Regions from separate parts of the Mus musculus genome. Here regions 1, 3 and 4 are each linked to region 2. A link is a contact called in public HiChIP or PLAC-seq and promoter capture Hi-C data. All regions are on one chromosome and are shown on one strand. Each heading gives the region's core, a stretch centred on a gene start, on an enhancer-like site or on the middle of the called end of the contact. The rest is flanking DNA. Distances are from core to core; before and after follow the strand shown. Region 1 holds the start of Hspb1 (heat shock protein 1). Region 2 holds the start of Orai2 (ORAI calcium release-activated calcium modulator 2). Region 3 has its middle 8.5 kb from the start of Gm38722. Region 4 has its middle 15 kb from the start of Myl10.

Region 1 (3,853 bases), core at 146-2,645, 280 kb before region 2:
CTCTGTAGACCAGGCTGGCCTCGAACTCAGAAACCCACCTGCCTCTGCCTCCCAAGTGCTGGGATTAAAGTCGTGCACCACCACCACCTGGCCCAGCTTGCTCTCTTATAGAACCAAGACTACCAGCCCAAGAATGGCTCCACCCACAATGCCCCCCCCCCCCCGATCTCTAATTGAGAAAATGCCTTATAGCTGGATCTCATGGAGGTATTTCCTCAAAGGAGGCTCCTTTCTCTGTGATAACTCCAGCTTGTATCAATTTGACACTAAACCAGCCAGTACAAGTATCCAGGTTCAAATTCTAGCACCCACCTGGCATTCCAATTTCTGATACTCTCTGTAACTCAAGATCTAACACTCTCACACAGACATTCATGTAGGCAAAACACTGATACACATTATATATATATATATATATATATATATATATATATATATATATATAATAAAAAAAAAAAGCGGCCGGGTGTGGTGGGGCACGCCTTTAATCCCAGCACTCCGGAGGCACGGGCAGGTGGATTTCTGAGTTCGAGGCCAGCCTGGTCTACAAAGTGAATTCCAGGACAGCCAGGGCTATACAGAGAAACCCTGTCTCGAAAAACCAAAAAAAAAAAAAAAAAAAAAAGCATCAAATAGCCCAGCGGTGGTGATGCACACCTTTAATCCCAGCACTTGGGAGGCAGAGGCAGGCGGGTTTCTGAATTCGAGGCCAGCCTGGTCTACAAAGTGAGTTCCAGGACAACCAGGGCTATGCAGAGAAACATTGTCTTCAGAAAAAAAAAAAAAAAAAAAAAAAAAAAAGCAAAGCAAAACAAAACAAAAAAAAAGCATCAAAATAAAAAAAGAAAAATCCTACTTCAGAGAGAGAGAGAGAGAGAGAGAGAGAGAGAGAGAGAGAGGAGAGAGGAGAGAGAAAGAGAGAAAGAAGAAAGAAAGTCAGTTTCTGGGTCAGAAAGATACTCAGTGAACACTAAGGCGCCTGCCACGAAGCCTTTGCTCCCCAGGAGATACACTATAGAAGACAGCTATCTTGCCGGTGTCATGAGACCTCCACAGGTGTGCCATGACATGTGTGTTCCCACGGGCCTCCTTCTGGTTCAGACCAGGTTCAGTTGCTTCCCAGTTGCGACACAAAAGACCTAACCTCTCCTGGTTATTCTCAATAAAAAATGGGGCTGGCCCCAGGCCACCGCCCTTCAGCCAGCAGTGTCCTAAACCCGACAGTGGGAATCGCTCCAGCTACCGGTATTACGCCGTCATTTGTTTTCTTCAACAAGAGAAGTTTCCAGATGGGGGCAGAACCTTCCTGGCCCCGCCTGCCCGCCCCCTTTGCAAGCTTAGGGGGAGGAATGCAGAGGGGAGGGGCGGCGAGGGGCGGCCCCTGAGACGGTCATTGCCATTAATAGAGACCTGAAGCACCGCCTGCTAAAAATACCCGGCTGGGCACACATAAAAGCACGCTGGGGCTCCAGTCCGGCACTTCTCGGATCCTCAGCCCAGTGCTTCTAGATCCTCAGCCTTGACCAGCCAAGAACATGACCGAGCGCCGCGTGCCCTTCTCGCTGCTGCGGAGCCCGAGCTGGGAACCATTCCGGGACTGGTACCCTGCACACAGCCGCCTCTTCGATCAAGCTTTCGGGGTGCCCCGGTTGCCCGATGAGTGGTCGCAGTGGTTCAGCGCCGCTGGGTGGCCCGGATACGTGCGCCCGCTGCCCGCCGCGACCGCCGAGGGCCCCGCGGCGGTGACCCTGGCCGCACCAGCCTTCAGCCGAGCGCTCAACCGACAGCTCAGCAGCGGGGTCTCGGAGATCCGACAGACGGCTGATCGCTGGCGCGTGTCCCTGGACGTCAACCACTTCGCTCCGGAGGAGCTCACAGTGAAGACCAAGGAAGGCGTGGTGGAGATCACTGGTGAGTTTCCCTTGTGCCCAGAGGGGACGAAGCTGCCGAGGCGAGAGTGGTGGCTGGGGGGCTGAGGGTGGGGGCTGAAACCCTGAGGAATAGAACCCTGAGAAGTTAGAAATGAACCTAGGGACCCGGAGCCCGCATCATTCTCCTTTGCCTGCTTCTCTTGCCCCGGAACGCGGGGTGCAGGTTGCTCTTAAAAGCTCTGTCATCTTCGATGATATGGACCAACAGCTGGGGATGTAGCTCAGGGTAGAGCTTCGCCTGGCCTGCCGGGAGGCCTTGAGGCTTTGCGTTCCACCCGCAGCACAGAAACAAAATGAAGGAAGACCCAACACACCTTCTGGAAGACCTCATTCCCAAATAAGCAAGCGGCAGGATCAGGGTCCCTAGACCCAGCCGCAGAGGCTTTGAGTATACCTACCCTGGTATCCAAGTCTGGGTCAGAGCCAAGCCCTTCGCATCCCAAATCTCAGAAGGGAAGTTTCTGGAAAGTTTTAAGATTCCAGACAGTCAGGCACCCCGCCGCACTCGGGTTTGTTTGCCTCCCTGGGGGGTCCCAGCCACTCCTTAGCTAGGACAGCAGAGGGCTGCTTCTGACCTTCTGTCCCCACCCACAGGCAAGCACGAAGAAAGGCAGGACGAACATGGCTACATCTCTCGGTGCTTCACCCGGAAATACACGTGAGTTCTGATTCCTTGCATGGAGGGCGGGGAGGTGGGGGGGAGGGGGAGCGGACCCAGGGCGGAGGGCGAAGAGCCCCGGGTCAGGAGGGATGTGTAACCCTTGCCCTGATTTTCTGTGTGTCCAGGCTCCCTCCAGGTGTGGACCCCACCCTAGTGTCCTCTTCCCTATCCCCTGAGGGCACACTTACCGTGGAGGCTCCGTTGCCCAAAGCAGTCACGCAGTCAGCGGAGATCACCATTCCGGTTACTTTCGAGGCCCGCGCCCAAATTGGGGGCCCAGAAGCTGGGAAGTCTGAACAGTCTGGAGCCAAGTAGAAGCCATCAGCCTGCTGCCTATCTCCCATAGCCATTGCTGGCCACCCCTCTCTGTCAATCTGTGCGCTCTTTTGATACATACATTTACCTGCTGTTTTTCTCAAATAAAAGTTGCAAGCTACTGCTCACCACCGTCTGACTCCAGAGTTATTATGGTGGGCTAGGGATGGGTGTGCTAAATTGGAACACCCTTTGGGGTCTTTGCTAAGTGCTCACTATGGGCTCAGGCCCTTCCTGTGGGAAAAGAGATAACCTGGAGATTAAAAGTTTACCAGGGGGGCTGGAAAGGTGGCTCAGCGGGTAAGAGCACTGACTGCTCTTCCGAAGGTCCTGAGTTCAAATCCCAGCAACCACATGGTGGCTCACAACCACCCGTGATGAGGTCTGACACCCTCTTCTGGTGCATCTGAAGGCAGTTACGGTATACGTACATATAATAATAAATAAATAAATCTTAAAAAAAAAAAAAAGTTTACCAGGCTGGGTATAATGATGGTATAATTACATCTCCTGTAATTCCAGTATCCAAAAACGGATGCAAAAGCAGTGTGAATTTGAAGCCAGCCTGGGCTACAGGGTGAGTTCTATGAGTGCCTGGGCCACACATGTACTTGCTGTCTCAAAAACAAACAGAAGAGCAAAACAAAACAGAAGCTCAGTAGAGGGTTTGCATGGCATCCGTGAAGTAATGTTTGATCCCCCGCATTGGATAAACTGGGTATGGTGGCGCCCTCCAGAAGTGGAGAAAGGATCAGAAAGGAGTTCAAGGTTATCCTGGGCTACATGGCTAGTTTGAGGCCAGCCTGGGACACATGAAAACATCTTTTTTTTTTTTTCACATGAAAATATCTTAAGAGTAAAAAAAAAAAAAAAAAAAGGATCAAGAGCCAGTCAGATCCAAAGCAACCCCCTCTCTCCCAGCCTCTGGTCCTGTTCTCTATGAACA
Region 2 (3,317 bases), core at 369-2,868:
TTTCCTTTTCTTTCTTTCTTTCCTTTCTTCTTTATTTCTTATCTCTTTCTTTTTACTTTTCTTTCTTTTTTTTTTCATTTTTCCGAGCTCTGCCTGTCCTAGAACTTGTTCTGTGACCAGAGTGATCCCAAACTCAGAGATCCATCCATCCATCCACACTACCTACAAGTTGTCATTACCACCCAGCTCCTTCCTTCCTTCCTTCCTTCCTTCCTTCCTTCCTTCCTTCTATTTTAGTTGTTTGGTTTTGTTTTTTTGAGACAGGGTTTCTCTGTGTAGCCCTGGCTGTTCTGGAACTCACTTTGTAGACCAGGCTGGCCTCGAACTCAGAAATCTGCCTGCCTCTGCCTCCCAAGTGCTGGGATTAAAGGTGTGCGCCACCACGCCCGGCCCTTCCTTCTATTTTAGATAGGGCCTTATGTAGGCCAGGTCAGCCTCCAACCAAAAATATAACCAAGCATAGCTTTGAACTCTGGATGCTGCAAGGGCTGAGATCACACACCTGCTTTGCATGGTGCTGGGGTTAGAACCCAGGGTTCCTGCACGCTAGGCAGATTTTCTAGGGGTTCCATCCACAGCTCCCGCTGATCCCCTTTCTATTTTTGGGTTTGTTTTGAGACAGGGTCTTGCTGTGTAGCCCAGGGTGGCTTGGAACTTGGGACTGTCTCACCTAATCTCCTGCGTGCCAGGATGGCAGGCATCACCAGCTTCTGTCACAAGTCCATTCCTTATACTCAGAGGGCCTATCTTGGTCCAACCCTTGCCCCATGGGGAGAAGCAGAGTCTGGCCTACAAATTCCAAGCTCAGGCCAGAGGGGGCGGTGAGACAAGATGGAGCCCATAAGTCTGTCAGATAGCACCCACCAACTCTAAGATTGCTAGGCAGACTGAACCTTTTTTTTAAAAAAAAAATTATTATTATTATTAAAATGAGGAGCAGCAGAAAGATTAGGTCTGACAAAAAAAATTAAAAAAAAAAAAAAAAAGCCAACCCACGGCAAGGCTGTTAGACGAGCATTTCTCTTGCCAGGTTTGTTTGAAACTGTCTCAGGCAGCAGGTTATGGAGTCTGCCTGTTTTAACTTCCTCTAAACATCTGGGGCACGGGAACTGTGTCTTGTCACCCACGCGCCTGAGAGGTGGCAGTGGCCTGCCAAAAGCAGCCACCTGCATCCCTGTCCTATACTCTAGGGAAGTCCCTGCGACTGCAGGACCCGAGAATCAGCTGGCAGCCCCGCGCGATCCAAGTCTTCTGACACTGCACTCTACCAAGGAAGTCAAGGGATTGGGGTCACCAGGCCATCCCTCTGCCTCTCATCAGCCTGTCCCTTCCTCTCCACGCCATGCCTGCCCAGGGAGAAGCTCCATCTCCTCCTGTCCAGTGTCCCTGATCCAATTTCCCCGCGCCCCTTAGCTAGGAGGGGACCCTCTCCTGTTCCCCTTCAGACACCCCCCCCCCCCAGACAAGGATGGACGGGCCCACCCGCGGCCGAGCACTCACCCTGACTGTCCAGCCCTCAGCGCGCTTGGCTCCAGCTCACGGCTCCGGCTCGTGGCTAGCGTCTGTGTCGCGGCCGGGTGGCCCGGCGGCCGGGCCAGGGCGGAGGACCGGCCCCCTCCCTCTTTCCGCCCGCAGCCGCTGCCTAGGCAACACTGCGCCGCCGTCACGTGACCCATCCGTGGGGCCCTGCCGCGGACCACGTGACCTGAATAGCTGGTTGGGGACCGACCCCTCCTACAAGATCTAGGGGTCTTCACTTCACAAAGTGCTATCATCCTCGTGGGACCCAGGTGGGTGGGTCCAGGCGTGGGAGAGCGCTGCTCCTAGCGAGTGACACTAGGGGATACCCAGCATCTGTCGTGGGCAGCATAGAGAGGTGGGGACAGGGTGTGAGTGTTGCAGAGTGGGTAGAGGCGTGCAAGAAAGGCTCAGCCTGGCTATATCCTGGTTTTCTCAGCTTGTGCAGTGACACCATTCTACTGTGGTCACGCAGGTAGGTGGCTCTTGGTTCCAGCAAGGCTGTGAGAACCAAACAATGCAAGGGACATGTTCTCATTGCTGAGCTCTGGGCACCTCATGGATGGCAGAGAAGGGTCGTTTGGACGCTGCGGCGAGGCATGCCCTGGCGAACACTGAGGTTTTACAACTGAGAAACTCAAACAGGAACGGCTCTGCAGGAAGTATACACTAAGTATACGCTCAGCGCCCCAGTGGGTGCCTCGTGGCCCCTCAGAGTGCTCCCTATTTGCCCGGTACGCTTCTGCTTGCACGCTCTATATAGGATTTTTCCATCTGTCGCAAAAGCATCAGACTGTGACACATTAACCCAAAGGAAGGAAAAATTCCACTCGTATCCAAATTTCCTGACAACTGGGAGTGTATAGATGTGACTGTTAGCAGTTTCCGCTTGGGTTGCCAAGTCAATTCACTTAGGATAGGTGAAAGCAACTCCTCCCTCCTGGCGCTGACCCCTCCTGACAGCGTGGGCCATCATAAGGCTCCACGTGTGCCTACATAAGAGGGTCTGAACCTGCGGGAGCCACGCACTCTCAAGGCAACTGCCTGGCGCCTGCAGAGCTGAAGTTTGAGTAAACGAAAACAGGAAGGAGACACTTGGTAAACTCCAGCCATTGCATCATGGATGACACTCTTTCAACAAGGGGTTTTTGCTTCTTGCGGTTATTAGGAAGCTTAGCTTTGGAGTAGGACTTTCCAGCGCCAGGCACTGAGGTTCCTCCACCGCCAGCACAATTATCTGGCATGCCTGGGCAAAAATGAAATGCCAACTGTAATTACCAGTCTGCCTAGGAGCCGCTTTGCTAACCAAACACAGGCAACAGCCCTTACTGTTGTTTGACTCACTTCCTCCTTAGAAGGGAGGAAGCCATGGTATCTGTCCTGTTGGAAGGAGGGTCGGAGGTTGGAGGATCCACAACCCCTGCCCCCTCTTAGGATCCCAGGGAGCTGACTAGGGGTTACCCAGAAGGTTCAGGTCCAGAGCAGTCTCTCCTGAGGGCACTGCATTGCTGTCTGGGCTGTCTGCCTGAAGTTGGTTGGTCTTGGCAAGTTACTTCCTTTACTTAAAAAAAAAAAAAATTAACTACATTTTATTTATTTAGTGGGGTGGTGGTGTGCACCACAATACATGTGTGGAGGTCAGAGGACAACTTGTGGCAGTTGGTTCTCTCCTACCAAGTGGCTGGAACTCAGCCTGTCAGGCTTGGCAGTGAGCGCTTTTTAGCTACTGAGCCATCTTGCTGGTCGGTTTTTTGATTTTCCTAGAAGCTCGAGGAGCCTGTCCTTGAACATCAGTTCTT
Region 3 (3,765 bases), core at 50-2,549, 450 kb after region 2:
CCCAGGAACCCACGTGGTTGAAGGAAAGAACTGACTCCTAGAGTTTGTCCTCTGACCTCCACAGGCCGGCTTTGGCATAAGCTTTCCCTACCCCTACTCCCTTAAAGTGATCTTTTCTTTTCTCTTCTTTTCTTTTCTTTCTCTTTTGTTTTTGTTTGTTTTGCTTGTTTGTTTGTTTGTTTTTAAACCCTCAAAATGAACAAATAAATTTTAAGAACCCTCTAACCAGAAAAGAAACAACAACAGCAAAACAGTAATAAACCCAGGAGCATGATCTTCTGGTACACACATGTAACTGACAGGCTGACAGGGGTCAGCCTGGGCTTCAGAGTGAACCTTGCCTTAAACAGACCAGATACACAGTCTTGAGGGGAGATAGGAGTTCTACTGGATGGTCCCACTCTCATCTCGGGAGCTTGGACCTATCCAGCCCCACCTTGGTGGTCTTGTTTTCTGCCACGTGTTTAGAGGAGCCTTTTTTTTTTTTTTTTTTTTTTTTTTTTTTTTTTTTTTTGAGACAGGGTTTCTCTGTATTGCCCTGGCTGTCCTGGGACTCACTTTGTAGACCAGACTGGCCTCAAACTCAGAAATCCACCTGCCTCTGCCTCCTGAGTGCTAGGATTAAAGGCGTGTGCCACCATGCCGGGCCGAGGAGCCTTTTTTATTAAGGAAGCTTTCATCCAGGCCGACCTTGATCCTTTGCAGAGGCCATGGGAGCTAAGGAAAGTTAGGGAGCAAGAGAAGCTTTTTCTCTTGTGGGAAAGCCTTGTCATCTTTCCAGGTGAGGATGGTAGCCCCGATTTTCTCATGAACCGGCATCCCCAAAGGCAGGGATCATTCTGGATTGCTTTTGGGAGTCAACTCATTGCTCAGGACTTGGGAATGCCGTAGGTCCTCAATCAATACTCCAAGGGTTGGATTCCGCAGAACCATGTGCCTGCGGCACCCATCCAGCTAAGATAGTCACAACCTCGGAGTAGGCTTAGGGAGAGGTGGCCTGGCTTCAGGAGGGTATTGGGTGCAAAGAAAAGCATCGTGGGGGGCCGTTTGGGGTCCTCCCGGGGCGCTTAACCTTGGCTTTCTCTGCTGGCTGGGTTGTGGCTCCTTACTCCAGGGCCTCGGGCTGCGCGCCAGAGAAGAGGAGGAGGCGTCTACCGTCTGCACCCATCACCTGAGCTGTACCGGGCGGGGAGGATAACAATTATTGGGAGAGGTTGAAAAAAAAATCATTATCAAATAACTACAGCTTGCAAAAGTTGGAGGGTGGAAAGGAAAATGCGGTCCGGATCGCTGCAGGATCGCGCGGCTGCTGGAGCTGCGCCGCGCAGCGCCGCGGTAGCCGATCTGGAAGGAGAAACATCTGCAAGGCATTTGTGCGAGGCTCACCTTTGAGACCTCGCGGTTGGAAGGAGGCGCTGAGTTCGCGCAAAAGGAAAATCGCTCCAAGGTTTTCTTAGGGGGACCCTGACTGGCGCGGGCTGAGGAGGCTAGGGAGTTGGGGAAGAGCGCCCCCTGTCAGGCGCACGAAGAGCCTTGATGACCCGAAAGGAAAGCTACCACCTTAGCCTCAGTTTCCCAATCTTTCTCTCTTTACCCCTCCTCCTTCCCCTCACCCTCATGTAGCCCAGGCTTTTTATGTAGCTGAGGCTGGCCTTGAACACTTCACCTTCCTTCTTCAGTCTCCCAAGTGCTGGGATTGCAAGTCTGCCTTCTAAGATACATTTTCAGCAGTATATGAATGGGAGTTAACGTTAAATTCACCAATCCGTTCATGTGACGAATTACGATGTCACTTTAAAAAAATCTTTAAAAGATAGCATGTCCAAGGAAAAAGGGGGAAACTTTTTTCCTGATAAAACAGAAGTGGCTTTTCGGAAATGTTTTTCCTTTTGGCAGCTTCATAAGACACTGTGATCAGCCAACGCCTTACTACCCTTTCCTCTGCAACAGCCTGCTTTCCCGTTCCCCCTCTCTCCTACCTTCATGCCCCTCTCTTATACCCCCACCCCGTAAGCAGTCACAGCCAGGTGTTCATGACACCAAGAGTCATTGACAGCCCACCACATGCTTCACCCCCATTCTGCTCCTCCCTTCCCTCTTTCCAGATGTTCCCTGGGCCTTGGAATGGTGACACAACGTGCTGGGTGGGACCGGGCATTCAGCAGCCACCTGTTCTCACCCCTTGGACCAGCTGAGTTCCCCCCCCCCCCAAGCACTGCCCATTCAAGAAGCCCTTCTCTGGTCAAAGCTGAGGGCTTCCTTAGTCTGTGTGTGTCCCCCCAAAACAAGGTTTCTCTGTGTAGCCCTGGCTGTTCTGGAACTCACTCTGTAGACTAGGCTGTCCTTGAACTCAGAGCTCTGCCTGACTCTGCCTCCCGAGTGCTAGGACTAAAGGTGTCTGCCACCACCGCTCAGCTTAGTCTATGGGTACAAGCACTGTTTCGAAAGCAGTTTAGGATTATGGAGATGGCTCAGTTACTAAAGGCACTTTCTGCTACACGTGAAGACCTGGGTTGGCTCTCCAGGACCCACAGGAGAGAGGAGAGAACCAACTTCTTCAGGTTGTCCTCTGGCTGTCAAAACTTGTGCCATGGGTGTCCTCACATACAAAATAAGTAAATAAATGCAATAAAAAAAATTAAGAATAGAAGGCAGCTTATGAGGTCACTTGACAGGTCACCAGGAGTTCCCTGTAGGGCCTGACCTTTCCAGGCTCAGACATTTCCCCAGTTCTGCTTGACAAGCCTTCCTTCCATCCCTTGGGGCAGATCTCCTCACATCCAATCCTAAAGACAGAATCTTATTTGTAGCTGAGGCTGGCCTTGAACCATCCATATCCTTTTGTCTCTCTGCCTCTTGAGTGCTAGGATCACAGGGAGGTACCGCTGTGTCCAATATATTCTTCTTCCCTCCCTCCCTCCTTCTTCCCTCCCTCCCTCCCTCCTTCTTCCCTCCCTTCCTCTGTCTTAGAAGGTCTCCTGTAGCCCAAGCTGGCCTCAAACTCACTACAAGGCCAAGGATGCCCTTGAACTCCTGATCCTCATGCCTCCACCTAAAACCAGGATCATAGGCATGCAGCCTTGCACTCTGTTTTGAGTAGCCAAAAAGTTCCTTGGAGGCTCAGCTGGTGGAGTGCGTGCCTACCACTCAGAAGCCCTTGGCTCCATCCAGCTCTGCCTAAACCAGGAATGGTGGTGTATGACCGTATTCAGGAGGTAGAGACAAGAGCTGAATCAGAAGTTCAAGGCCGTTCTTCAACACATAGAAAGTTTGAGACAAGCCTGGACTACACAAGACCCCGTGCCCTCCTGTCTCCCCTACCTCCCCTTTAAAGAGCCTAAGTTTCTAATTCAGGGACCAGGGCAAGCCTTTCAGCCTGCTGATCCAGCTGAACCAGGGTGGCCGACAAGGAGCCTCACAGCAGCTCACTGCCGGTTCTTGCAGTCAGAGGAGAGTCTAGCAGAGCCAATTTCCAATGACTGAAATAATCCTCGTTTGGACGAGCAAGGTTGTTGTTGGCTCTGTATGTGCCTTTGGTCACTTCCTGTCCAGTCTGAGGAGATAAGAGGGCCACTGTGTGGGAACCATACGGCACCTTAAGGACCTCCATCGGGGTTGTAGGTGGGGGAAGAGACCCTGAGGTGACACAGACTTGTATTATTGCCACCTACCCTGGTTTTGTCTTTTTTCTGTTTTTCGGGGGGGGGGGGCTGCCTTGGTACCAACTGTCACCAAATTGTAATTAGCCCAGCCCCCAAAGCCCCC
Region 4 (3,560 bases), core at 1,029-3,528, 510 kb after region 2:
TTGCTCGTTCTCTGGAAAGTCGAACCTTTGCTCCTCCAGAGAGCAGAGAGGGTGGAACCCTGAGGTTGAGTTGCTGTGGGGCCCAGGTAGGGGGGGATAGCCTCTGCACCAAGGTGTTGTTAGGGGGCTGGGCAGGAGGCTGAGGTAAGTCTTGGTAGTAAGCCTTCATTAGGAGGAAGTGATGAGTCGTTACCCTGCCCCCTGGTCTCAGTAGCTGGAAATCCCTAGAGTCCATTAATTTGTCCTCCAAGGTGAAGGTTCCCCAAAGTACTCTGATTAATTGAGGATTGTGTTTGAGGGCCGGGGAGGTGGCCGTCTATAAAGTGCGTGCTTGGCAAGCATGAGGACCCGAGTCTGATCCCCAGAATCTACATAAAATGTTGAGCATGGTCTTACAGGTTTGTAATCCCAGTAATGGGGAGGTCAGGATCCTGGGGCTCTCTGGCCAGTCAGTCCAGCTGACCTGGCGAGTTCCTGGTCTCAGCGATTGACTCAACTTCAAAAGCCAATTTGGGGAGCTGCCTCATAGTTCAAGCTGAACTATGAGGACCTTAGTTTAGCTTTCCAGCGCTCACATAAACAGGTGGGCATGTGGCTTGCATTTACACCCTCAGTGGTGAGGGTGGGCTGGCTGGCTAGCCTTTCTAGACTACTTGGGTGACCTCCAGGTTCAGTGAGAGACCCCTTTAAACAAAATTTAAAGCAGGGCTGGAGAGATGGTTTAGCAGTTGAAAGCACTTGCTGCTCTTGCAGAGAACCCAGGACCAGTTCCCAGCATCCACAATGGTGGCTCACAACCATTCATAACTCCAATTCTGGGGATCGGGCGCCCCCTTCTGGTCTCTACAGGCACTAGGCACTCATGTGATACACAGACATATGGACAGGCAAAAATACTCATAAAAGTAAAATAACTGAACTTTACATTTTTAAAGGTTATAATCATAAGGCAGAGATCATAGATGAAGGCAGGGCTGGTGAGATGGCTCAGTGGTTAAGAGCACTGACTGCTCTTCCAAAGGTCCTGAGTTCAAATCCCATCAACCACATGGTGGCTCACAACCATCTGTAACGAGATATGACTCCCTCTTCTGGTGTGTCTGAAGACAGCTACAGTGTACTTACATATAATAAACAAATAAATCTTAAAAAAAATAGATGAAGGCAACTGACATTGATCCCTGCCTTCCCACAAGAATGAGCGCCTCTCCCACACACAAAACAAGATGGATGGCATCTGAGGAACAGCACTTGAGGCTGACCTCTAGTCTGTATTCAAGCATGGGAGCTTGTTCTGTCTGTCTGTCTGTCTGTCTCTGCCTGCCTGCCTGTCTGTCTGTCTCTTTCTCAGATTGTGTTTGGCTATGAGTAGCAGGACAACCCAAAAGAATGGCATAAACAAAAGTGGGAACCTGAGAAACGCGATTCATAATTCTGTGATGGCTTCAATTGTCCCTACCCCCCTCCCTCCCGTCAAACGCTGCCACCACCACCGTCCCGCACTTGCCTTTTATCTTTAAAGCCCTCACCTGGTCCCAAGACAGATGGTACGGCTCCACATCTCAATAGTATTCACAAACAACGCAAGCTATCTAAGACCGTGCCTTTCTAGAAACAGCATGTGTTGACTTTTTATAGGACACAGGCAATGATTTAATCATCTTGTTTCTTTCTGCATCGAGGGTGAAGACTGAGATTATCTTTGGGGGCTCACTTAGTTGCCCAGGGTGACCTTGAATTCACTCTGTGGGCCTGGAGTTCCTTCTGAGCTCCTCCTGTCTCAGCCTCCTGAGCAACTGGGATGGAAGGCTTGTGCCACCAGGCAAAACTGCCTCAAGAAGTAAAAAGAGGAGTGGGGGTGTGGCTCAGTGGTAGACCACATGTCTAGAATCCCCCAGTGAGGGGCTGGGGGTGTGGCTCAGTGGTAGAGCTCCTGCCTAGAATCCCCCAGTGAGGGGCTAGGGGCGTGGCTCAGTGGTAGAGCCCCTACCTAGAATCCCCCAGGGAGGGGCTGGGGGTGTGGCTCTGGGTAGCGCTGCGGTTAATAACCAGGGGAAGCTAGCTAGGGCCGGGACAAGGAAGTCTTAGAGTCTCTGCAATTTTTGTATTAATCCAAAACTGTTCTGAGGTAAAAGCTGTGGGCTGAGGACAGACCTGGAAATGGCTCCTACTTTTTTCTCTCTCCTGTTGGGCCCCAGCTTGTGATAGGAAGCAAGGCTCAAGGAATGGCCTAAGGTCAGGCTGAGGGAGGAGTCTGTACCCGGGGAGAGGAGTCTCACCTGTGGGTGTGAAGGGGCTGGGTGGCTGGCCGCACCCCAGAACCAGCCTAGGGTGTAAGCTTCCCCATACCTGGCAACTTGGCTAATGGCTCATTCAGGAGGGCGGATGTGGCTCAATATAATTACAGTTTGTTCAGTTCAGTGGCTGTCAGCTGGGGGCCCTCAGGGGAGGGTGGGAGGAGGCTTTGGGCGGCATAAACCTCCCATTAGTAAAGCAAATTGGGCCTGTTTGGCAGTCTGTAGATCTTCTGGAGGCCTCAGACCCCGCCTGCTTGAGCTGCCCTGTGTGGAGGATGTAACAGGGACCGTCCTGAGGTCCAGGGCTGTTCAGCTCCATTTTGAGATGGGAGGGCTTAATTCCACGAGGAACACTGTGGCCCCTTGAATATTCCAGGCCTCAGTTTCCCCAGCTGCCCAAGGAGTGAGGTCTGGATCTTGGGGAAGAGAAAGAGAGTTGAGATCTGGATATGGCAGTACATCCCTGTCCTCAGCATTTGGGGGGATAAGGCGGGAGGGCTGTGAATTCTGGTGAATTCTGGACTAGACAGTGTGAGTTTCAGGCCAACCTGGACTACATAATGAGACTCTGTCTGAAAAATCCCCAAAGTCAAGACTAGGTGAAGGCTCAGTTGGCACAGTGTTTGCCTTACAAGCACAGAGGGATGGGGCGGGGTGGGGGCTGGGGCTGTGTTGGTCCCTAGCACACACATACAGAAGCTGGACATGGTGGTGTTTGTAAACCTACCACTGAGAAGGCAGAGGTGGGGTGGTGGGGGTTCCCTGGGGATCCCTGGGACTTGTTGCAGCCAGCCTAGGCAAATGGGAAAACTCCAGGCCAGTATAAGATTGTCTCAAAAAACAAGGGACACAGTCTCCTGAGGAGTGACATCTAAGATTGTCTTTTTGACACACAGGCACACACAGCGTTCTCTGTGAGTTAGTGGCCAGCCTGATCTAAATGGGGGCTTTCCAAGCTAGCAAGGGCTACATAATGAGACCTGTTTCAAAACAAAATAAATAAAAAATTTTGGAAAAAATAGAAGAAAGGAGACAAGATTTCATGTAGACCCAATTGCAATGTAGAGGGAGATGACCTTGAACTTCCAATTCTCCAGACTCTACCTCCGAAGAGCTATCATTACTGGGGTGCAACCGTGGCTGGTGTACATGGTGCTGGGGGGGAGGGGTGGGAAACCCAGAGTTCTGAACATGCTAGGCACATACATACTCCACAGGCCTGAAGGAGAGTATTTCAGATTGAAGCAATTACAGAGCACTGCA

Evidence for each region. Promoter capture Hi-C pulls out the DNA fragments that hold promoters and counts their contacts. HiChIP or PLAC-seq counts read pairs in DNA pulled down with a chosen protein or histone mark.
Region 1: a contact with region 2 is called in an H3K27ac HiChIP or PLAC-seq map of embryonic stem cells, with 4 times the contacts expected there. The contact joins the promoter of Hspb1 here to the promoter of Orai2 in region 2. A contact is called at or near these places in 8 of 39 promoter capture datasets (the 3T3-L1 cell line, 3T3-L1-derived adipocytes, embryonic stem cells and 3 more), 1 of 15 datasets of contacts at CTCF or cohesin (embryonic stem cells), 8 of 484 Hi-C or Micro-C datasets (the N1E-115 cell line, adipose-derived mesenchymal stem cells, cardiomyocytes and 3 more), 2 of 115 datasets of contacts at active chromatin or transcription factors (embryonic stem cells and pancreatic cancer cells) and 1 of 9 other capture datasets (embryonic stem cells).
Region 3: a contact with region 2 is called in a promoter capture Hi-C map of the HPC-7 cell line, with 4 times the contacts expected there. The contact joins the enhancer-like site here to the promoter of Orai2 in region 2. A contact is called at or near these places in 7 of 39 promoter capture datasets (the C10 cell line, the HPC-7 cell line, cranial neural crest and 4 more), 1 of 115 datasets of contacts at active chromatin or transcription factors (bone marrow-derived macrophages) and 1 of 9 other capture datasets (embryonic stem cells).
Region 4: a promoter capture Hi-C map of trophoblast stem cells shows a contact between it and region 2, with 5 times the contacts expected there. The contact joins the enhancer-like site here to the promoter of Orai2 in region 2. A contact is called at or near these places in 13 of 39 promoter capture datasets (cranial neural crest, embryonic stem cells, frontonasal cranial neural crest and 6 more) and 2 of 115 datasets of contacts at active chromatin or transcription factors (craniofacial prominence and embryonic stem cells).

What each region holds. Positions count from the first base shown.
Region 1 is chr5:135,886,524-135,890,376 of GRCm38.p6, forward strand. It overlaps Hspb1 (heat shock protein 1), which reads left to right and starts at 1,396. Exons shown (of 3, transcript NM_013560.2): 1 at 1,396-1,911; 2 at 2,526-2,589; 3 at 2,718-3,040. The coding sequence starts at 1,536. The coding sequence ends at 2,907.
Region 2 is chr5:136,169,038-136,172,354 of GRCm38.p6, forward strand. Orai2 (ORAI calcium release-activated calcium modulator 2) reads right to left here and starts at 1,619. Exons shown (of 3, transcript NM_178751.3): 1 at 1,501-1,619.
Region 3 is chr5:136,621,957-136,625,721 of GRCm38.p6, forward strand. No RefSeq gene overlaps it. Among named protein-coding and RNA genes, the nearest start is that of Gm38722, 8.5 kb to the right of the region's middle. Within about 2 kb of position 1,300, at least 141 of the 459 cell types and tissues checked have an H3K27ac peak or open chromatin away from gene starts, as enhancers often do. A contact at or near this core is called in the HPC-7 cell line, bone marrow-derived macrophages, pre-B cells and 1 more, where this site is marked.
Region 4 is chr5:136,676,738-136,680,297 of GRCm38.p6, forward strand. No RefSeq gene overlaps it. Among named protein-coding and RNA genes, the nearest start is that of Myl10, 15 kb to the right of the region's middle. Within about 2 kb of position 2,279, at least 27 of the 459 cell types and tissues checked have an H3K27ac peak or open chromatin away from gene starts, as enhancers often do. A contact at or near this core is called in hematopoietic stem and progenitor cells and trophoblast stem cells, where this site is marked.